Linked DNA regions of Muntiacus reevesi: region 1 is linked to region 2. A link is a contact called in public Hi-C data. All regions are on one chromosome and are shown on one strand. Each heading gives the region's core, a stretch centred on a gene start, on an enhancer-like site or on the middle of the called end of the contact. The rest is flanking DNA. Distances are from core to core; before and after follow the strand shown. Region 1 holds the start of RMND5A (required for meiotic nuclear division 5 homolog A). Region 2 holds the start of IMMT (inner membrane mitochondrial protein).

What was found. Hi-C and Micro-C count contacts between places; a contact is called where the count stands out from the background.
Region 1: a Hi-C map of muscle shows a contact between it and region 2, with 5 times the contacts expected there. The contact joins the promoter of RMND5A here to the promoter of IMMT in region 2. A contact is called at or near these places in 2 of 3 Hi-C or Micro-C datasets (blood and muscle).

What each region holds. Positions count from the first base shown.
Region 1 is chr3:55,740,476-55,744,092 of mMunRee1.1, forward strand. RMND5A (required for meiotic nuclear division 5 homolog A) reads left to right here and starts at 2,107. Exons shown (of 9, transcript XM_065929161.1): 1 at 2,107-2,737. The coding sequence starts at 2,596.
Region 2 is chr3:55,250,917-55,254,272 of mMunRee1.1, forward strand. IMMT (inner membrane mitochondrial protein) reads right to left here and starts at 1,851. Exons shown (of 13, transcript XM_065929137.1): 1 at 1,689-1,851. The coding sequence starts at 1,733.

The DNA of each region.
Region 1 (3,617 bases), core at 857-3,356, 490 kb after region 2:
GCTTCGTTCTGATACTTGACAACAGTTCACAAAATGGATGGTATCAGTAGACGTATTTTCAGGAGAGGATTCTCAGTGAAGCAGAACTCAGGGTCACCTGCCAAGAAAGAGAGAAAGGAAAATGGGCAAGGGAGGGAAGAGAAAGGAGGTATGTAACAGCCACAGTTGGGGCTGCCCTGAGAATCACCGAGAAATAAAGGATTGGGTGCAAGATCAACATGATTCTCTGACTAAACTGGCCTCTCTTGATTTATTCCTGGGAACTGACATCAATAGTAACAACCACCACCATTCATCATGTGGTTATCATGTGCTGCTTTCTGGGTGTTTTCATAAATTGTCTCACTTAACTTTCCTAACAATGGAGTTAAGTATTATTAATCCTAATTACTTTCAAATTATAAAAAAAGGAAATTGAGGCTCAATGAGATTTTACCTAAATTAAAAAAAGAAGATAGCACACCATGTCTCCAGGCACTGTTTCCAGAACAGAAAACACAAGCAAGGGTCTGCCTTATTGGAAATTTATTGAAGAGCTACAGACAGAAAAGTAAACGAATAAAACTAGGAAAAGGTCTTTTTTATTTCATTTCGCATTCTTTACTTGAGAACCAATGGAATACAAATTATTCCCCAACATCAGTACTAAAAATAAAAGCACGCTGTGAGCATTTTTCCCTTCTACAACTGGAACAATTCCGGGAATCGGTATTTATTAGTTGATTGTCTGAATTAAAAGTTTCCAACTCTCAAAGAGTTTAATTTTCAGATTAAATAAATTATTATGTCACCTAATCTTCGGAATAACATTTTAAGTTGTTAAAATGCTGCTGCTTTTGCTAAAATAATATACTAAATAAAAATGAAAAAGAATAAGCCATTCAATACGAATAAAGGCTCACCTATGTAAAAAAAATAAATAATTGAATCAGATTATTTCAGATTTTAATAATGGTGCGCAAAGAATAAAACTGATAATACAATTGGTATTACAATAAATGACGTAGCAATGGAGGGAGTGCTGGCGGGTAGAGAATACAGTAGTGCAGTCTGGGGAGGGCCCTCAGTGGGACAAGGGAGCTAATTTTAGGATGAGAAGGTAGAAGAGTTTTCCAGGCCAAAGAAAATGCAAGTACAGAGGCCCCGAGGCAAGAAGCAGCTTGGCTCGTCCTCAGCTGCAGCTCAGTCAGCGAGTAGGTATAGGCCAAGGTTGGAGGCACCATCGCCAAGTCAGGGAAGGATTTACGCAAAGGGGTAACTCCAATCTATTCAATGGAAAAAGGCGCCGAAGAGGCAGGGGCCAGATTCCCCCAACCTCCGACTCGAGTTTCCTCTCCGCGAAGCTACACGTCTTACACGCGGGGTGAAGCAACCGGTCAGGAGAGGCTCCAGGCCCCAGGGCCAAAGGGGCGAGGCCTGCGGGGGGAGTGGGGGGCGAGGCGTGTGACCTCCTAGTGTCGCAAGAGTCGAGGGAGCACCGCGCACTGCGCCGGACCACCAGGCACCCGCCTCTCCAGCCCCACAACCACCGCCGCCTTTCATTCTCGTTAGAGACCCTCGCCCGTAGCACCTCCCACCCCGTCCGGCCTGGCTGGATTCCAACCCCCCCCCCCCCCCCGGGGCGGCGAATCCGTCGTCCAAAACTTCGGAACGACCGTACCCCCTTGAGTGATGGGGAGGTGAAATAATACAAGGCTAGGGCGAAGTCCTACAGGAAACAGATCTCTTTATTTCTGCCCTGTTTTCCCTCATGGCTTCCCCAAAACGCCTAGCTTCCCGGGATGCTCTCCAAGTCACCCCCTCCAACAACGAGTCTATTGGTTTGGCCCTTAGTCCCGGATTGGCTGAAGGGTTACGCCTCGGCCAGGGATTGGAGGACGTTGGGTCCTTACATGTTCCCGGCGCCCATTGGTTCGTTTTCCCCGTTTCTGGGCGGAGTTGTTAGGACCGGTTTCCGCCCACTTGTTTACGGAGCGCGTAGTTGTAGCGCTCTCGGAGCTCTGGGGCTGTCTCTAAAGTTCCCAATTTAGCTCTTTGGACCAATTAGGCGCTGGCCCCACCCTCTCCCGCTCCCTCGCACGCCTCCCGCGTGGTACGGCCCACACCTTTAGAGCGGCGGCGCGAGCGGATGTGTTCCTCTGCTCGCGCTCGCCGGGCTGACCCCCCTCGACGGTGCGCTTGGTACGGCCCGCGCCGCCTCCTTCTCTAGCTGGGGTGGTTGCCCCCCTCGGGTCGGTGGCGCTTGGTGCCGCCCGGGAGAACCAGGTCATCGGTCCGTTCCCGTGAAAACAAAAACAATCGGCGGCGCCGCGGCCGGGAGCCGAACGCTGCGAGCGGGGAAGCTGAGGTGCAGGGCCGGGTGGGACCAGCGAGCGAGAGCAGTGGCTACGCGCCGGGGCCGGGGCGCTATGGGGCAGGCGGGCGCGGGCTTCTCGAGGCTCCTCTGGCGCCGGGGCTAGCGCCTCCGCCGCCTTGGCCTCTTGCGCCGCCCGCCTGGGGGACGAGGAGCAGGACGCGGCCTCGGCCGGGCCCGGGCCGAACGGCTGCGGACACTCGGGACCCGGGGAGCCGACCACCGCCACCGCCGCCTCCGGGATGGATCAGTGCGTGACGGTGGAGCGCGAGCTGGAGAAGGTGCTGCACAAGTTCTCGGGCTATGGGCAACTGTGCGAGCGCGGCCTGGAGGAGCTCATCGACTACACGGGCGGCCTCAAGCACGAGATCCTGCAGAGCCACGGTAAGGCGGCCCGGGTGGTCGCGCGGGAACGGGCCCACCCACCCCGAGCCCCTCGGGCCCAGGCGGGCCAGGAGGGTGCCTCCGGGCGGCCAGACCGGCCTTCCCCCGGGCGCCGAGATCCCCAGGCCCCTGTGACTTTTCCTCCTCTCCCCCCGATCTGTCTCGAACCTACCCCGACCTGGTTGTTAATTAAAAGTGAGCGCGAACCCATCTGGAAACCAATTCTGGAGCCACGGGTTTCATCCAGGGTTGAACCCGGGAGCCGGGCCGACTCGTCGCACCTGCAAACTGCTTCCCTCCTGGGGTGGGCGCCCCTAGTTAATTGCCTTGGGCCCGAGGATCCGGGCGAAGAGAGGGTCAGTGCAGAGAACCCCACCCCTCCTCCTCCTCGCCCCAAACATTTAGCCAGGGACTGACTTTCCTCGTTTTTCTTCATTTTTTTAAAATTAGAAACTCGCATGTTATTCTTAGCTGTGAGTTAACAAAACAACCGCTGCTTCAACTCCCTAATTTGACTCTCTGTAGAAGAAGCCTGCCTTTCAACTCCGCAGCGGCACTGATGTGATTCCTAAGAAACTAGCTAAATCAAACTGTTAAGCTCTCCCAGTTGCAGCCTGCGATGAGACGGGAGGCAACCTCCCCAGAAACCCATTGTGGAGCAAGTTGTTTGTTGGTGCGTTACCTGGTCAAGTTTTTACTTGTTTTCCTTTCAGAAGGCAGGTTTTCAATAGGTGTTTCTTCTCTATTATTATAGCCCTAGGCCCTGGGGGAAGATACTTAGCTGCAGTTAACTTGTGGAAGCTGGGTGGGATTCTTTGGTTTTGGGTTATTTAAATAACATAAAAAGTCTGGTATTCTTTAGGTTAAAATATCCGTAGTG
Region 2 (3,356 bases), core at 601-3,100:
GATTCTAAGATGGCTCCCACGATCTCTGTCCCCAGTGGTTAAGCCCATGATCAGAGTTGTACAGGCAAAAGGGATTTTATAGATGTAATGAGGTTTCTAATCAGTTGACCTGATTTATCAAAAGGGATTTATCCAGGTGGGTTTGCCCTAATCACATAAGCCTTTTAAACCTAGGTCTGGAAATCAGAAACAGGGAAGAGATATTAAAGTCTGAGACACAAGCTCATGGTAGCCTGCAACAAAGTAAACATCTACGCTATAAACTGCTTCTAAGAATCTTGTGGCAAAGAATTTCAGGCAGCCCCTAAGTAGGTGAGGTGAGGGCTAGCAAGAAAACAGGGACTTCAGCCCTACAGCTGCAAGGGACTGAATTCTGCTAACAAACTGAAGGAGCTCAGAAGAGGACCCTGAGCTCCAAATGAGAATCACAGCAGGGACACACTCTGACTGCACCCCTGTATGAGAGCAAGCAGATAACCCTAAGCATTCACCTCTAGAAACAGTAAGGTAATAAATGGGTGTTGTTTTAAGCTGCTCCATCTGTGGTACCTGCTATGTACACACAGCAATAGGAAACTAATACACACTCCACTTTCCTATGGAAGAGCCTGCTTCTTTTACCCTGGAAACGAAAGGGGAGATGGAAGATAAGCAAATGTGGGGAGAAAAAAAATTGACTTTTCTAACTGACTGTGTCCAGGGACTTTGCTCAATTGCTTGAGTCACAGAACCTGTTTGGTAAATTCCACATTTTGCCAAAATACCAATTCTCTTTCAATTGTGAGCAATGGAAGCAGGTTTACTATTTTGAATTTCAGTAAATTACTTTGATGTGTGTGCTTAGTCGCTCAGCCCTGTCCTACTATTTGCGACCCCATGGACTGTAGCCTGCCAGGCTTCTCTGTCCATGAGATTCTGCAGGCAAGACTACTGGGGTGGATTGCCATTTCCTTCTCCAAAATTACTGTGATAATTATGCAGAAATACAAGTAACTCCTTGGACGTCTGCCAAAGTTGTCCTAGCACCTAGAGACAGAGATCCTCAGGCTAATCTCAGAAACGAGCACAAGGTCAGGCGCTTAACCTTCCTCGAGTTCTAGAAGCTCGAGCTCTTACTGTTTTTATTCAGAGTAGGAATAACTCAAGACGCGTTGTCAGTTATGAAAAGAAAGGCAGTCCTTTCTGGATAATTACAACCTTGACCCCCTAAAACGCGGTCTCCAGCAGTCCAGGCACCTCCTTAAGGTGCAACCAGCCAAGGATATGCGTGTCCCGCTGGGAACTGTAGTTTTCCCCCCGTCGACCTTCAACCACTGGATCCGCGAAACCTCTCACGCGCCCAACCGGCGACCCGGGCGCCAGCAGCCTCGATTGGTCCTAGTCTGAGGCAACGAGGGGCTGATTGGATGGCACGTCCCCAAAGCCGTGCCTCCCGTCCTACGCCCGCCTCCCCGCCACCTTCTCTCCTCCACGCCCCATCCCGTTTCAGCAATAACCCTCCAGTCATTCCCGTCCACCGAACTCCCGAATTAACTGCCTCACGGGCCCACCCAGGACTCTCGCGATAAGGGCGGCCCGGAGACACGCCTCTGTCCTGGGGCCTAGGCAAAGCCAAAGCCTCCCTTATTTTCCGCTGGTTGCCGAGAGTCAGTTCACCATGCGCTGTCTACCGGCGCCCCAGTCCTCACCTGGGCGGTGGAGGTCACGCCGGATAACTGACAGGCTCGCAGCATCTCTGCTGGGCTGACGCCGCTTCGGGTGTAAGTGGGAGCTAGGGCGGCGGCGCGTGTAGGGGAGACGGTGCGTCCGTGCGTGCCTGCGTCCGCGCCGCCTGTCCGCGCCGGGCGTACCGGAAGGGCAGCCAACGCCACTGCGCACGCGCAGCCCCGTCTCGTTCCTGTCCCGGCCATTCGAAGAGGGTGGGCCCTTTCCAGGTGTAAAGGGCGATCTCTCCTTCCGGGTCGCGCTGAGGGGTACCCTCTGTTACCTGAAGTGTAGGTTGCTAGGTAAACGCGAGCGCTGGCAGTGGATATGAAACTCGGGCTTTGGTCCGCCCAGGAACCGAGCAGGTGTGACTCGTCGATAATTCAAGCAAGAAACTATCTCAGCCATTTCTGTCAGCTGGATATTTCGTAGAAGAAATGGATTTGCCACAAGACCATTGCCATAGTGGTGTGGTCTCCGTTTGCGCGTTCCTTTCCTTTCACAGCCCTTCAGGGAGTCATCCTGCTTAAGGGAGATTCAGTTCAGTTCACTTCAGTCGCTCAGTCTTGTCCAATTTTTTGCAACCCCATGGACTGCAACACACCAGGATTCCCTGTCCTTCACCAAGTCCGGGAGTTTGCTCAAACTCAAGTCCCTTGAGTCGGTGGTGCTATCCAACCATCTGATACTCTGTCGTCCCCTTCTCCTCCTGCCCTCAAGCTTTCCCGGCTTCAAGATCTTTTCAGATGAGTAAGCTCTTCGCATCAGGTGACCAAAGTACTGGAGTTTCAGCTTCAACATCAGTCCTACCAATGAACACCCAGGACTGATCTCCTTAAAGATGGACTGGTTGGATCTCCTTGCAGTCCAAGGGACTCTCAAGAGTCTTCCCCAACACCACAGTTCAAAAGCATCAATTCTTCGGGGATCAGTTTTCGTTACAGTCCAACTCTCACATCCATACATGACTACTGGAAAAACCATAGCCTTGACTAGACAGAGCTTTTTTAATATGCTGTCTGGGTTGGTTATAGCTTTCCTTCCAAGGAGTAAGCGTCTTTTAATTTCATGGCTGCAGTCACCATATGCAGTGATTTTGGAGCCCCCCAAAATAAAGTCAGCCATTGTTTACACTGTTTCCCCATCTATTTGCCATGAAGCAACGGGACCGGCTGCCATGATCTTAGTTTTCTGAATGTTGAGCTTTAAGCCAACTTTTTCACTCTCCTCTTTCACTTTCTTCAAGAGGCTCTTTAATTCTTCACTTTCTGCGATAAGGTGGTGTCATCTGCATATCTGAGGTTATCGATATTTCTCCAACCAGTCTTGAGTCCAACTTGTGCTTCTTCCAGCCCAGCATTTCTCATGAGGTACGCTGCATATAAGTTAAATAAGCAGGGTGATAATATACATTTTTTACATACTCCTTTTCCTATTTGGGACCAGTCTTGCTCCATGTCCAGTTCTAACTGTTGCTTGCTGACCTACATACAGGTTTCTCAAGAGGCAGGTCAGATGGTCTGCTATTCTCATCTCTTTCAGAATTTTCCACAGTTTATGGTGATCCACATAGTCAAAGGCTTTGGCATAGTCAATAAAGCAGAAATAGATGTTTTTCTGGAACTCTCTCACTTTTTCAATGATCCAGCAGA